2 separate regions of the Hordeum vulgare genome follow, and region 2 is linked to region 1. Evidence: chromatin contacts called from public Hi-C data. All regions are on one chromosome and are shown on one strand. The core of a region is the stretch at or near the end of the contact, and the rest is flanking DNA. Distances in the headings are between cores, read along the strand shown. Region 1 overlaps LOC123448676 (putative potassium transporter 8). Region 2 holds the start of LOC123448678 (uroporphyrinogen decarboxylase).

Evidence for each region. Hi-C and Micro-C count contacts between places; a contact is called where the count stands out from the background.
Region 2: a Hi-C map of leaf shows a contact between it and region 1, with 8 times the contacts expected there. The contact joins the promoter of LOC123448678 here to the enhancer-like site in region 1. A contact is called at or near these places in 2 of 6 Hi-C or Micro-C datasets (leaf and seedling).

Annotation. Positions count from the first base shown.
Region 1 is chr4H:384,275,561-384,283,207 of MorexV3_pseudomolecules_assembly, reverse strand. LOC123448676 (putative potassium transporter 8) reads right to left here. Exons shown (of 10, transcript XM_045125644.1): 9 at 6,667-6,921; 10 at 5,099-6,551. The coding sequence ends at 5,455. Among protein-coding and RNA genes, the nearest start is that of LOC123448676, 30 kb to the right of the region's middle. Within about 2 kb of position 4,632, at least 2 of the 3 cell types and tissues checked have open chromatin away from gene starts, as enhancers often do. A contact at or near this core is called in leaf, where this site is marked.
Region 2 is chr4H:385,224,879-385,232,525 of MorexV3_pseudomolecules_assembly, reverse strand. LOC123448678 (uroporphyrinogen decarboxylase) reads right to left here and starts at 3,144. Exons shown (of 6, transcript XM_045125645.1): 1 at 2,853-3,144; 2 at 2,627-2,751; 3 at 1,914-2,024; 4 at 1,582-1,770. The coding sequence starts at 2,973.

The sequences.
Region 1 (7,647 bases), core at 3,383-5,882:
AGGTGCAGGGCGCGTAGCAGGACCTGCTGTATCACGGGCCCCGTGAGGGCGCACCGTAGGAGCTGCTGCATCAGCCCCCCCCCCCCATAGGAGCAGCTGCATCAGGCGACGGTGGTGTCGCGGTAGGTGGCGACAGCAACCATGGCGAGGCCGGGGGCGGCGACCGTGGCGGTGTCGATGGTGCCGCGGTGGATCCTGAGGCCGATGGTACCGGGCCTGGCACGATGAACGGCATCGAGAAATCGGATGCTCGGTATCCTGCAAGAAATCATAAGTGTGCAAGGAAGGAGTAGGAGATGACAAAGACGAAGTGGAGGGAAAGGGAAAGCTGGACTCATCGAACACGACATGGTGGGAGATGATGATCTTTTGGGTGGAGCGATCAAGGCAACGATAACCATGATGCTGAGACGGATACCTGAGGAACACACAGGGCACGGAGCAAGGCACAAGCTTGTGTGGTGCAACAGCGGTGGCGTTGGGGTAACATAGACATCCTAAAACCCTAAGACCAACATATGCAGGATCTACGCCAAGTAGAGCACAAAAGGGAACACAATCCGAGATTGACTTAGAAGGAAGCCGATTATGCAACATAACGGCTGTGTGAAGAGCCTTGACCTAGAAGTGAGGCGACATGCTTGCCTGGATGAGAAGTGTGCGAGTAATGTCATTAAGAGTACGAATAATATGTTCAGCTTTACCATTCTGTTGCGAAGTATATGGACATGAAACACGGAGTGCAATTCCATGGTGCTGGGCAAACGAATGGAGGAGGGAATTATCGAACTCGCGACCATTATCACACTGAATAGCCTGCAAGCATGCACGAAACTGGGTGAGTGCTAAAGCATGAAGGTAGGACAAGTGTGAGAAAGCTTCTGACTTAGACCGTAGATGATAGACCCACACATACTGAGTAAAATCATCGAGACAAACGAGATAATACTTAAAGCCAAAAATACTCTCAACAAGAGATGTCCACAAATCACAAGTGAAACAGACAAGTGGTTACACGATTGGTGGCAGAAAAAGGAAGACGAACATGACGACCTAACTGACACGCATGACAGAAGCTACTTTTATTCTTTTCCCTAGGGATGATGGAGGAACGAGCTAATGACTGCATGATGGACTGCCCAGGATGTCCAAGCCGACGGTGCCAGAGTCCTGGATCGACGACGAGGAAGGCGTATGGTCGACTGGTGGATGAAGGACGGATGGAGTAGATAGATCCGAAGCTATTGCATCTGAGAATCTCGATCCTGGTTAGAAGATCCTTCACAGAAAAACCAAGAGGGTCAAATTCGACAGAGACATGATTATCAATGGTGAATTGACGAAAGGACAAAAGGTTTTTAACTATGTTAGGAGCCACTAAGACATTACAAAGGCAAAGAGGACGAGAAGAGGTGTAATAGGAAGATGTGCATGCCCGGTACTGCTGATCGGAAGAGTGGAACCGTTACCGACAATGACAGCACGACGAGAGGTGGATGGGGGAGACACGGAGGTGAGCATACCGGGATCGGACGCAAAGTGGGAGGAGATGCCGGTGTCCATCACCCACTCCCTTGGTGCTTGCAGTCCCATGGTCTGGAACTAGTGCATCAGTGCAGCATAGTCCCACGAGGCCGTTGACGATGCGGGGAATAATGGAGCCGGGGCACCGAGCCCGTAGCTGGGCTGCGCAGGCGCGTAGCCGTAGGGGACGGGGGCGACAACGTACGGGCTCTGGGCGTAGAACGCATGCGGCGACAGGTTGTGCCTCGGCAGGTAGCTAGGAGGCGGGGGATAGGCGGGCGGTGCCCGGCCGAGCGGCCCCCCTGACCATAGGGCCGCATCTGGATGGTGTCGTTCCAGGGGTGCTGCAGGGAAGGCCAAGGAGAACGGGCGGCTGGCGGCGTCGCAGGCGCCGAGTCGGGAGCGACCTCCTTGGCGGCTTCAGTAGCGGCGCCCTTCTTCTTATTATTGCCTTTGACAGAGCCCTTGCCAAGGTTGCCAGCATTTGTGAAGAGGGTCGTGTTCGTGGTACGGGCGCGACGATTTTTGCGCTTCATATCCTCGAGCGTGAGCAAGGAGCGACACTACGCGAAGGATACCACTGTCATGAGGGAGATCAACTCGGCGGCGGACTCGTATTGCTCGAAGAGGCCGTTGAGGCAGTGGATCACCATCTCGGCGTCCTCAACAGGGAGCCAAGATCCGCAAGTCCATCGGAGAGAGACTTGACCTTCTGAAGATAGTCGGGCATGCTCATGTCGCCCATCTTCACATCACCGAGCTCGGTTGTAAGGTGGAGCTGGCGATTGATCTTGTGGTCGTTGGAGAGGCCGTTGATGCTGTTCCAGAGCGTGACGTCGAGAGGATCGTCATGAGGAGTCATGACGTCGTCGAGGATGTTGAGCGAGACACATCCATAGAGCCAAGATACGACGGTGGCGTTTTGATTCTAATACCATGTAAGATTAGGGAAACCACACGTTGTGGTGCCTTGTATTGATCATTATATAGAGATTACAAGGCAGAGTCCTTTTCATACAATATTGGAACACCTATACAAGGACTACACATATACAACCGTATATCTATACAAATACAATGCAGTTATATATTCTAACAGGTGATAATTTAATATAGAAGCTCGCAGTACAATTATCATGCATCTGCCTGAGTGCATCAATTTTTTAAGTGGCATCACAATGGGCCAAGAACTTATTGATGAAGCCAATGATTGGGTTGATTGTAGTGATATGGCATTAGATGTAATGCTAGATGTAACCCCACACAATCAACTGTCCAATCTTTAACCACTTCTGTTCTGGAGCATTTTGTTTTCCTTAATTTACATGATTTAATAAAATAACACATGGCTTGGTTGTAGCATGTTTTGGCTTGAGGCCAAAAGTTGGCATGCCAATTTTCGAGAACGGCCAAATGTTGGTTAGAGATTGGTTACATACCAATTTTCGTTGCCAATCTCATAAAAGGTTGCCAAATGTCGGCAGCTTTTGATTTTGCCAAATATTGGTCAATCTTCTAATGCCACTCCATGTGTCCGGTGTGCTCCATGCCCCGCGTCTTCCATGTTGTGTGCTTGGTTGTCTAGGTTACCCTGTCAATTATTTCGTTGGCTCATGAGTTAATTTTATAACTGTGTAGCACTGATTTCCAGTTATCCAAAACATGTTGTTCACATTTATGGGAGCTCAATATTTGTATGCATTTGACATTTTATACTTGATGTTTGGTTTGTCAATCCAATTCTTTTGGACTCCATTTGATAATGTCAAAGTCTTCATAAACGCATCATTAATATGGTATAAGAGCAACTCCAATAGCTCCTATGAAAACTTTAATGTAATAGTTATTTTATGGAATGTTTATATAGTTGCACGAATTTTTTTGTATAGGGTTATACGTGCGTGCAAGGCCCTGTTTGATAGCAAATTGTTTTCTTAGTATTTTACAAATACTACATTTTTTGAGATTAACATAGTTTTATTTGCAACAAATTTTTGATTGCCCTAGAAACAGTGATTTTAATACTGCAATATTGGAAAATTGTGGTATTTTCGGTGTATAAAAAACAAGACTGCTTTAAAAAAAACAGAGCAGCAAGCAATCGCGTGCATGCATGGATATAATAAAAAATAATCAACTAGCTAGCTGAAAAAACACACGAGAAGTAGTCGTTCTGTTTTTAAATACTTGTTGTTATGAAAAATTTAATTAATTCTTTCGAACAACAAATATTATGGTTTAGAGGTAGTTGTATTCAATCGGCCGGCTAGCTACAAGTCATGTCCTTACAAAGGATCCTGGTACATGCCGTCCCATCGCTGCCATTGTCTGGTCTCTGTCAGGCGACGGGCCAGCTAGCTACTATCAGCGCGTGAATGTAAAGCTCTTTCTGACTAGGTATTTTTACGGTTTTAACCTTATCAGCAAAGAATAGCATAAAATAAACTCAACATGAAAGTATTTTACGATCTAACCATTTTCGCAACGCCACAGTCCGTGATGTTTCTGTACAACATAGAAGCACCGATCTAAACCGGGTTGCTGCTTCATATGGAAACGCCTAGTTAAATTGTGTTGCCTCTGCATATACAAACGCCAAGGCCCTTGGCGTTTCTGCCTATATGGAAACTGTTCTGGGCTGCTCCGGTTGAACGTTTATCAATGCTGGACTGTGTCAGCGCTGTGTTCAGTCATCATCAGCGCCAGTGCACTGTTGGAGCTTGCGTTCATGGCGTCACGGTCTCAAGCATCTTCATCTCACCAAGCTGGCTGGTGGGTGGGTCGTTCGTACAGGCACACGACGAGAGCCCGTGCCCAGGCGCATGCATGCATGCTTGAATCAATTCATGCGCCGTGCAAGGAGCCTTTAATAATCAAAATTTTCATGCTACAGTAACAACAAAAGCTCACCCACGGGTCAAATTGATCTGCTGCGCGCACTGCTTCAGCTTCGCCCACATGCCGTCGCTGCTCGTCGTCTTGCCGCTCGACAGCAACGGCGCCAGTGCCGCCTGACAGAAAAATCCAACCAGGGTGGTCAGAAGTTGGCCTGGCCGCGCAATGCGAATCGTTTGCAGGTTACTGTGTGGTGTTGGTGGTTCGACGAAGACGATGGCAGCGAGAAAGGCCCACAAGTGTGGCGTTTTGCCCTTGTGCAGCAACGTCGGCTACAGCGGCGTTTAGGCTTGGGCACCAACGCAAGTGGCGTTTGGGCTTTTCGGTCTGGGCAGCAACGCGAACTCGTTCGCCGTTTCTTAGTTGAGCAGCAACGTCGCGGATTATGACTTTTCAAAAAGGGTTAGATCATGAAATTGTTTTTAAACGGATTTATTTTATGCTCATGTTAACTAATAAGGTCAAAACAATGATTTTGTCCCTTACTAGTTGGATTTTCGTACTAGTAGTTGTTTGCCACGCAGCAGTGCATCCCAAAGTGTGAGCATAATTTAATATTGCGTGCTTGCACTGCTAACGGCCAGCCAACAAAATTTACAGCGTTGTGCGGCAACAACTAAACAGGTTCTACGTATTCTGAATACTTTAAAATACTGTATTGTGATAAAACCATGGTATCTCATACCTGCAGACAAAATTACTGCAGTTTTGATACTTTGATTTATATAATACTTTGCTATCAAACGCAGCCTTACTAGTCCAGAACAAAATAGAACATGTGCTCTGTAGTTTTGCACCTAAGTGACAGAACACCAAATGTGTATGAGCAGCAGGGGCAACAATGTGACGTTGTAAACTATACTTGTTGTAAACTATACAGCCGGATGCAAAATAATCGAGGGGGCATTACAACATCACTGACAAGTTTAGTTACCTACTAGTAATACATAGCAAGCAGGACAGGTCGATGGGCAGATTTATGACACAGGAAACTCTCACCCTATCATCATAAACACATGGCAAAACGAAGAAGTTTCATAGAACATAGACCATGCCGACCTCCAGGAGCGATGCCGGCGGCACCCGCAGCGCAACGTCCGGGCCACGGCAGTTGCGCCGCAGGAAGTTGTACCCGACCACCGTCAGCTTCTTCAGCACCGACGAACCAGGCTTGGACTGCACGTGTGAGTGCCCCAAGATGAAGGCGGTGCCGGCCTCCCTCGCCGCCGCCAGCGCCTCCAGCTCCTCCGCCACCTGCTTGTCCGCCTCCGGGCTCACCACCAGGTTATCTATGAAGAACCTCACCTGCTTGGGCGAGTTGGACTCGGCTGCGAGCTCCAAACCCGTGCCACCAGGGCTGGTGGCGGCAGGGCGCATCTCGACGGACGCGGCCGAGTGCTGGACACTGTCCTGCAAGTCGTAGCTCGCGTGATCTCGGAGCGTGTTGCTTCCGATCACGGTCAGCCCCGGCTCCCACTCCTCCAGCTGCTCGCCCTCGCTGACCTCGCTGCACCGGTACGAGGCGTTGAGCTTGATGAACATGGCCAGGCTCTCGATCAGCTCCGTCTCGAACGAGTCCACGTCCTGGTGAACATCACGGTAGCCATACCGCACAATGCACCGATACGACCGGTGGCCCGGCGGACCAACTCGGCCGACGAGGTACCGCTCGGCAGGGAACACATACGGCACCGGGACTGACTTGACGCACACGAAGACCAAGACCTTATGGAACGCCGGGAGGTTGGTGACGAAGCGGGAGAAGTTGGCGGGGACGCCCGACGTAAGGTCGGTGTAGACGAGACCAATACCCGGCACACGGACCATGCCGAGCTTGTCACCCAGGGCGAGAAGCCACTCCAGGGTCACCTTGTTCTGCAGGTCAAACTCGTACTTCTTGATGGTCGTGATGTGCCACACAAGCATGACGGCCATGAGAATGAGGGCCAGGAGTATCGGGAGCCATGCACCCTCCAGAAACTTGATGAGTGACGCCGAGAAGTAGAGCGCCTCGACGGAACCGAAGAAGAGGAGGAAGCCCAGGGCAAGCAGGGGTGGCTTGTGCCAGCACACCATGATCACAAGGGATGTCAGGAATGTGGTAACCAGCATCACAGTGATCACTGCTAGTCCTGCACAACACCACAAAATTCAGAAACCAACTATGCCATTTTTAAAGCAACATACATGCATGAATCAAGAAATACAAATCAGATTGCATTGGCAAGACTAGTTAGTTTATCTTACCGGATGCGTTTCCCATGTGCTTAGTGTCTCTAAATCCAACAGTCACAGCAATGCAGAGGATCATGAGTAGCCAGTTGATCTCAGGGATGTATATCTGGCCATGAATTTTCTCAGATGTGTGTACAACTTTTACCCTAGGGAAGCAGCTTAGGGACTGACTCTGATTGATTATTGAGAATGTTCCGCTGATGATTGCTTGGCTTCCAACAACTGAAGCCAGAATAGCCAGTACAAGAACAGGCCATCTCACCTTATCTGAAGTTTTAATTAAAAAAATATATAAGTTAATATACATCAGATGGTATATAATTTTTACTACTTCACCTTTCTTGCACAAGTAAGAAATGGATCTCAACAAAATAAGAAACTACTACGAGAGCTATCACTAATCGCTTTTGTGACATACTACTTCACCTTTCTTGCACAAGTAAGAAATGGATCTCAACAAAATAAGAAACTACTACGAGAGCTATCACTAATCGCTTTTGTGACATACATCTTCACTGAGATAGACAGGAAAGAGTACACATGCAAGTTGTAACAGTCCAGGAGCAACACATTTTATTAGGAAATGATTGTGCAGCATGAGCATCTCATAAGCATCCTTTTTCATTCATTCTAGTCCGAAAATGAGGATTAATCCCCCCTCCCCCATGTTTTCCTTAAGGGCTAAAACCCCAAAATTCTGGCAATTGTCTAAAATGCCCTTCTCAACCCTAAGACTTTGGCATGGCCATTGTTAGGAATATGGAACTTAGTATTCCCATGAGGCCATAGGCCGATATATATACATGTACAGGTTTGGACTATATGCAGAAAACCCCTTATACAACGGGATAAATACGAAGGGGTACATGGCTATATTATATATACTCTAACACCCCCCTCAAACTCATGGTGGATGAACAACACTGAGTTTGGAGAGATAGAAGCCATGTTGCGCTCTAGTCTGGGCCTTCGTCAGGAAATCCGCCAACTGTA
Region 2 (7,647 bases), core at 1,895-4,394, 950 kb before region 1:
GCCCATGAGGAGTTGTAGATGAGAATGCCGCCGAAGAAAACGAGCACAAACCGCCGTAAGTAGGGGCGAAGGACGTCGTTCATCAAGGCCTGGAATGTCGCCGGTGCATTGGAGAGGCCGAAAGGCATCACCAAGAACTCGAAGTGGCCGTGATGGGTGTGAAATGACGTCTTGGGGACGTCGTCCGGGTACATCCGAACCTGGTGGTAGCCTGAGCGAAGGTCGAGCTTAGTGAAGAAGCGTGCCCCGTGTAGCTCGTCCAGAAGCTCATCCACGACTAGTATGGGAAATTTGACCTTGGACGTCTTGGTGTTAAGAGCACAATGGTGGATGCAGAAGCGCCACGAGTCGTCGGTCTTGCGAACGAGGAGCACCGGCACCGAGAACGGCAAGGTAGAGATCCGGGTGATGCCCAAGGCGAGCATGACCACGCACTGTCGCTCCAGCTCGTCCTTCTGAAGCTGTGAGTAGCGGTATGGCCGTATGGCGATGGGGGCTGTGCCCGGGAGGAGGTGAATGCGGTGGTCGTAGACCTGGGCTGGCGGGAGGCCCTCTGGCTCGTCGAAGAGGTCGTCGTGCTGCTGTAGAAGACGAGCCAACAGGGGCGGCTCTGGTTCGACGGCAGCCACCGTCAGCTGTGGCTGAGGGGCCGCTGGTGCAGCGTCACCCATGCCCTTCCACCGAACGCGACAACCCAGCCGCCAGAAGGTCATCGACAGGGCGTTGAAGTCCCAAAGGATGGGACCCAGGGTCCGCAAAAAGTCGACGCCGAGGATGAAGTCGAAACAGCCCAAGTCGATGCCCACGCACGTGATGGCGAAGTGCTCGTCGCTGATGACAATGGGGACATGCCGCGCAATCCCCTGGCAGTGGAGGCGGTCACCGTTAGCCACGGTAACCCAGAGTTGTTCCCCGCCCGTCGGATGGAGCGCCAGGCGACACATGGTAGACTCGGGCAGAAAGTTATGGGTGGAGCCCATATCCAGGAGGGCTAGGAGGCGCTCCCTATTGACTGTCACCGGCAGCAGCATAGTCTTCTCCGCCCGTATACCCGCGAGGGCATGGAGAGAGACCACGAGGGCATGGAGGGAGACCACGCGCCAGTGGACCCCCTCCAGCTATATTGTATACCGGTCATAACAAAGCAAGTCTCCAAAAGTAAATAATATATCAAAAGTATCTAAAAGTTGTTTACGGACAGAGGACCAAATAGAGGTACAATGGGTAATTTAAGAATCAGATGAAGTTATAGCTTTTAAAATGTGGAGTTCCAATGAAGCCATGAAACCAATGCAAAAGCATGCACGCGAGCTTTTCAGATTCAGATATAACACTATCATGATTCAACTTATCTACAATATTATCATAACTCTGAAAAGCTCCAAGTAATGCAACATTGAGAAATTGATACAACTAGTTAGCAACTTGATAATTGATGTATTAGAATGTCACACTTTGAAGAAGAAAGGTCTGGATGGACCATAAAAGTGTAAATGAAATGTTGCTATCCAAGTATCCAAGAATGCTTTTGAAAGAAACACCTATTTCAAATTCCCATGCAACTCTGAAGAGTATACTAACCTCTCCTCGCAGCAAATTTAAAGCCTGTCCTACATAAGGGACCCACTCCTCTGGAACGAATTCTCTGACTTCGTTCACAGCCGCTGCTGTTCTTAAGGGATCATATATCACTGGACCTTTTCCTTTCACAATGTCAAAAGGTATGTTCATCCCAGGAAGTGGAGTAAGGATATCCGAGAACAAGATAACCTAGGAAAGGCAAATGACCAAAAAAAACTGCATCAATAATTGAACATCAGATACTGGCAACATCTCAAGTTGTGTAAGCCTTTGAGACTTGCAAAAGAGAAATTTCAAAAAACATACAGAAAGGGCCAAAGTCCACAGCTTACTCCATCAGGCTTGAAAACCTTCCATGGCTGCAGAGAGATCTCAACAACAAGGTCAACATTTTCTGATCTTTCACGGAACAAAGGATATTTCTCACAGAGATTTTGGTAGCTCTGTTACAAAAATCAAAATGCCAACATGTTAAGAAAAGAAGGGCCCTCTTTTCTTGGTACAAAAGAAAAATAGCACAACGAAAAGGAGCGATCAGTCATTACTCAAAAACCATGAAAAAAAAATTCATGTTTACTTTAAAAATAAACAAAATATATTCTGCCGTCCAACAACTTGATTTGTTTTTTATGAACAGAACTGCAATTAAAATCGTACCTGGAGGATTTGAAAACAGGATACACTAGGAATGGTCACTATTTCTGCATTCTGCAGATAGTTATGCCAGCCTCTGGTTACCTTAACTAGTCAAGACATCTCACGCCCTATTAAACTAGTAATTACTAATGTAGTTTACAATCATGTATTATCTTGTTATAAACTTATAGTTCGATGTGATTTTCTCAGGCTCAATTCTTACTGAAACCATAGCAACTTCAAGTAATTTAAATTCGCTCTGTCCAGTTGCGTCTTGAGTTAGTGACTCTCTTTCTCTAACTGTTTTCGACTTTATTTCTCTAATTGCATGCCTGGGTGCTAACTGGGAAATGCTTGTGAAGAGAATAAGCGCCGTTTCAGATCATGTCGTTATTTAGAATGAACCTGCCTTCATGTACCTCCCGGCCTGCCTCATGAGCCAGACAGGCGGCCTCTCCACCTTCTTCCCCTTGATTGCGCTCACTAGCAGCGGCTCCTCCGCCGTCCCGGCCACAGCCGCCTCCGCAACAGCCTCTGAAACACCCCCAACCAAAATAACCCCTAGACGCTTACATCTCTCATAAAAATCTTGTGCCAAGCCACCAAACTGGTGAAAAGAGGAGGGGGCAGCTCACCTCCGACGGCGCTGCAGCGGATGGAGGGGAGCGGCTGGCGGGCGAGGCCTGCGCCGGCGCGGGTTGTCATGCGGAGGAGGGAAGTGGACGGCAGCGAGAGGGGCGGGCACGCGGTCGCCATTGAGGCTGGTGGGGCGAGCCGCAGAGTGGGAAGGCGACGACCTCGGCTCCGGGGAGAGTCGAAGCGGATGGGATGCGATGAGAAATCCGGATTTGGGATGAGATGTCTGCTTACGCCGATAATAGTGTGGGCGAGCGAGGATGGCAATGGGTAGGGTATGGGCAGTGTACAGCAATATCATATCCATACCCGTATAGTTAATGGGTATAAAATTCTACCCATATCTATACCTATATAAATATTTTATATAATAAAGCGGTTATTGCTTTCGTTGAAAAACCCATTACAACATTTTTATAAAAAAAACCCTGTAATTTTTGTTATTCAACCCGCGCTTCATCATTTATCTGCAACGCAAAAGGAAAAAACGATTAGCTGCAAAAATTATACCCGTACGCATTGCCTCCTCCCGTCGACCCTGGGCCACCCTCGCATGTGCCCAGGCCGCCGCCACACCACTCGCCGCCGCGGCCGGCATCAACCGTCACCGCTGCCGATCTCAACCCACCCGCCTCCACGGATGTACCTCTCCCCGCTCACTGCCCCTGTTGCGGCGCTCGAGCGCATCGCGTCGACCCTGGTCCACCCTGGCCTGTGCCCAGGCCGCTGCCACACCACTCGCCGCCACGGCCGACCTCAACCACCACTGTTGTCGATCTCAACCCACTCGCCTCCGCGGTCGTACCTCTGCCCGCTTGCTGCCCCCGTTTCGGCGCTCGAGCACAACTTCTGAATCAAATCAACGCGACAGCTACAGCGACTTGGGATGATGCGTCTGCTCGATGCAGAACGGCGGCGGCGCGTGGATAAGGTGCGGCGGAGCGAAGTACTTGCAGGTGGAGGCGGGCCTCGATGGCTCACACGGGAAACTCCGAGGTTATGGCGCGGCAACGACGACTCCTTATGGCCAGATAGAGGCGCCTAACCCTTGCTCCCCTCATCGTATCCCCTCCTCCGGCAGGAACTCGTCATCTGGTGAGATCCCCTCCCCATGCCAACTGTGTGCCAAGCACCGGCAAGAAATTTTGTTTTGTGGGAGTTTGTTTGCTGATGGATGAATGTATTGAATGTAAGATTGCATTGTTGTAGAGAGAGGGAATGGAACACCACCTTCAGTTTGTCATCTGATCCCACATTCTCTACCCCATGAGTGAAATAAGATAACAGTCCATTGATCAATTCACGTAGCCTCTTTGTTTTGCTTTGCTTGTCCCGCTCAATTTCTCATTATGGTGGAATTAACAATGGACGGGTTGATTTCTCAACAAAATAGGATAGGACTGACTACATTAGTTAGTTAGCTTATTATTTTAATAAATCAAAATGATTATAAAAATATTTAAAACGTGTGGTATTTTTTTTCCGTTGCAACGCACGGGCCCTATTGCTAGTCTATACCTAATAATAAAGCGGCTATTGCTTTCGTCGGAAAACCCATTACAACATTTTTATAAAAAAGCCCCTGTAATTTTTGTTATTCAACCCGCGCTTCATCATTTATCTGCAACGCAAAAGGAAAAAACGATTCGCTGCAAAAATTATACCCGTACGCATCGCCTCCTCCCGTCGACCCTGGGCCACCCTGGCATGTGCCCAGGCCGCCGCCACACCACTCGCCGCCGCGGCCGGCATCAACCGTCACCGCTGCCGATCTCAACCCACCCGCCTCCGCGGATGTACCTCTCCCCGCTCACTGCCCCCGTTGCGGCGCTCGAGCGCATCGCGTCGACCCTGGTCCACCCTGGCCTGTGCCCAGGTCGTTGCCACACCACTCGCCGCCACGGCCGACCTCAACCACCACTGTTGTCGATCTCAAACCACTCGCCTCCGTGGTCGTACCTCTGCCCGCTTGCTGCCCCTGTTTCGGCGCTCGAGCACAACTTCTGGATCAAATCAACGCGACAGCTACATCGACTTGGGATGATGCGTCTGCTCGATGCAGAACGGCGGCGGCGCGCGGATAAGGCGCGGCGGAGCGAAGTACTTGCAGGTGGAGACGGGCCTCCATGGCTCACACGGGAAACTCCGAGGTTATGGCGCGGCAACGGCGACTCCTTATGGCCAGATAGAGGCGCCTAACCCTTGCTCCCCTCATCGTATCCCCTCCTCCGGCAGGAACTCATCATCTGGTGAGATCCCCTCCCCATGCCTCCAACTGTGTGCCAAGCACCGGCAAGAAATTTTGTTTTGTGGGAGTTTGTTTGCTGATGGATGAATGTATTGAATGTAAGATTGCATTGTTGTAGAGAGAGGGAATGGAACACCACCTTCAGTTTGTCATCTGATCCCACATTATCTACCCCATGAGTGAAATAAGATAACAGTCCATTGATCAATTCACGTAGCCTCTTTGTGTTTGCTTTGCTTGTCCCGCTCAATTTCTCATTATGATGGAATTAACAATGGACGGGTTGATTTCTCAACAAAATAGGATAGGACTGACTACATTAGTTAGTTACCTTATTATTTTAATAAATCAAAATGATTATAAAAATATTTAAAACATGTGGTATTTTTTTCCGTTGCAACGCACGGGCCCTTTTGCTAGTCTATACCTATGGGTATAAAACTTTACACATATCCATACCCGATGATTATCTGTATTCATTGAATACCCATCGGGTAGAATAAATAGTACACAAGTTGTTCACAACTTTACACCCATTGATAGCACATTTGACACAAATAGATGAGTACATGACCATGAGCAAAATTAAAAAATCACAACATACTCATAAGTTAATAGGAGTAGATGAGTCACATAATAAATTAATAATTAATTGACAATAACATAACATTAGTTCACAAATGGACAGGGTATAGGTATATCCACGGGTACAAGGCTATATACTTGTACCCTAACCATGATTTAACAGGTAGGGTATGAGTACTACCCATAAATAGCCCATGCGGGTACGGTACCCGCGGGGTACCCGTACCCGTGGATAAAATTGCCATCCTTAGGCGAGCCACTGCGATTGGTGTCTCGGATCTCGAGATGGGCCACTCCAGTCGGTGCTATTTTGAGATGATGTAAAAATTTGCCATTTTTATTGATTAAGAAGAAGAATCGTTTAGTTAATTAGAAAAAATCAGGCAAAATCAAGATTACAAACCTTGGCTGTGGCAATGGCTCCAGTGTTATCACAGAAGAGTGTCATCGGACCCGACGCGCTTGGAACCACTCCAAGGTCGGTGATGAGCTCCTTCATCCAAATACCTTCATGGGCCGCTTCTGAAGCAGCTATGTACTCTGCTTCACATGTAGATGCTGCCATGACGTCTTGCTTGCTGCTGCACCAGCTCACTGCCCCGCCATTCAAAAATACACGTATATGGTCTGTGACTTAGAGTCATCCGGATCTGTGTCGAAGCTAGCATCAGCGTAACCCTTTACGACGAGCTCTTCGTCACCTCCATAAACGAGAAACATCTCCTTAGTCCTTTTCAGGTACTTCAGGATATTCTTGACCGCTGTCAAGTGTTCCATACCGGGATCACTTTGGTACCTACCTACCAAACTTATGGCCAGTCTGCCAGGGGGCTTCACAGCGAATTTCTTCGCATACTTGGGAGTCACAAACCTGTATTCCTTCGCCCATCGGCGTTCTATCTTCTACAGACGTATCTTTCTCTTGGCCATTGTCTCATTTTCATCAAGCGTGCAATAGTCCAAGTAAATATCCTCAGGGATATCCACAGCTGTGTTTTGCTCAAGTTTCTTTCCTCCCTTCTGTTTTCTGTCATCCTCCATTTTCTTCAGCTGAGGATTTTGCTGATGAGATTGAACTCTTGAGGATTCTGATGAGACTTGAAGATTTTCTTCCAGAAACGATGCAAATGAGTTAATGTGATGAGAACTGAGAGATTCATCAGCTGACATGCGTGTACCTGTGAACAGAGTATAGTTGCGAGGAATTTGGAGAGGTCATATGCGTTCTCAGATTTGAAGAAAATGAAAAAGTTTGACAGTTTGAGGAATATAACCAGTGGTTGAGGAATTTGCCTAAGCATACTGTTCTTGGGTTCCAGAGTTGTACAGATCCGAAAATTCGCACAATTGAGGAATCTCGTGAAAATCTTAGATGCTTAGCATAGTTCATCAATGATGTGGTGATAGGCAGTGTTTGAGGAATCAAGTGCTTATCGTTTCTTGAGGAAAAACAGATTTCACATAGAAGACATAAAATTTTAGATCTAATCTTGCGGTAAAAATGGGATTTATTTACCCTGGAAGGTGCGCACGAAGAACACAGAAAGGTGTGTGTGGAGAAGCTCTTCGGTCGCGTGTCTAATGCACCCTAACCCGGCGACAGAGGACATCTACGGCGGCGGCGGACGAAGATGGTCCGACTCCGGCGTGGTTCCGGCGACGGAGAAGTCGAGGCAGTGAAGCTCTTCCTCATCGGCGACGAGACTACCAGCGATGGCGCTAGGGTTCAGTGGTGTATGCTGTGGCAGGAGAGCGATGGAGCGAAGAAGAGTATGCCGAGGGGGATAAGGACATATTTATAGCCAAAAGTTACTGTTGGCGTGAAAATTTCGGACCAAACCGCCCCTGCCTCTACGTCTCCGCAGGACACGTGTAGCTCCCGAACAGTGCGGTGGAGATAGTGGAGATCGTGGTTATCCGATCGTGGGAAATGGGGTTCAGTTACTGTGTATTAAAGAAAC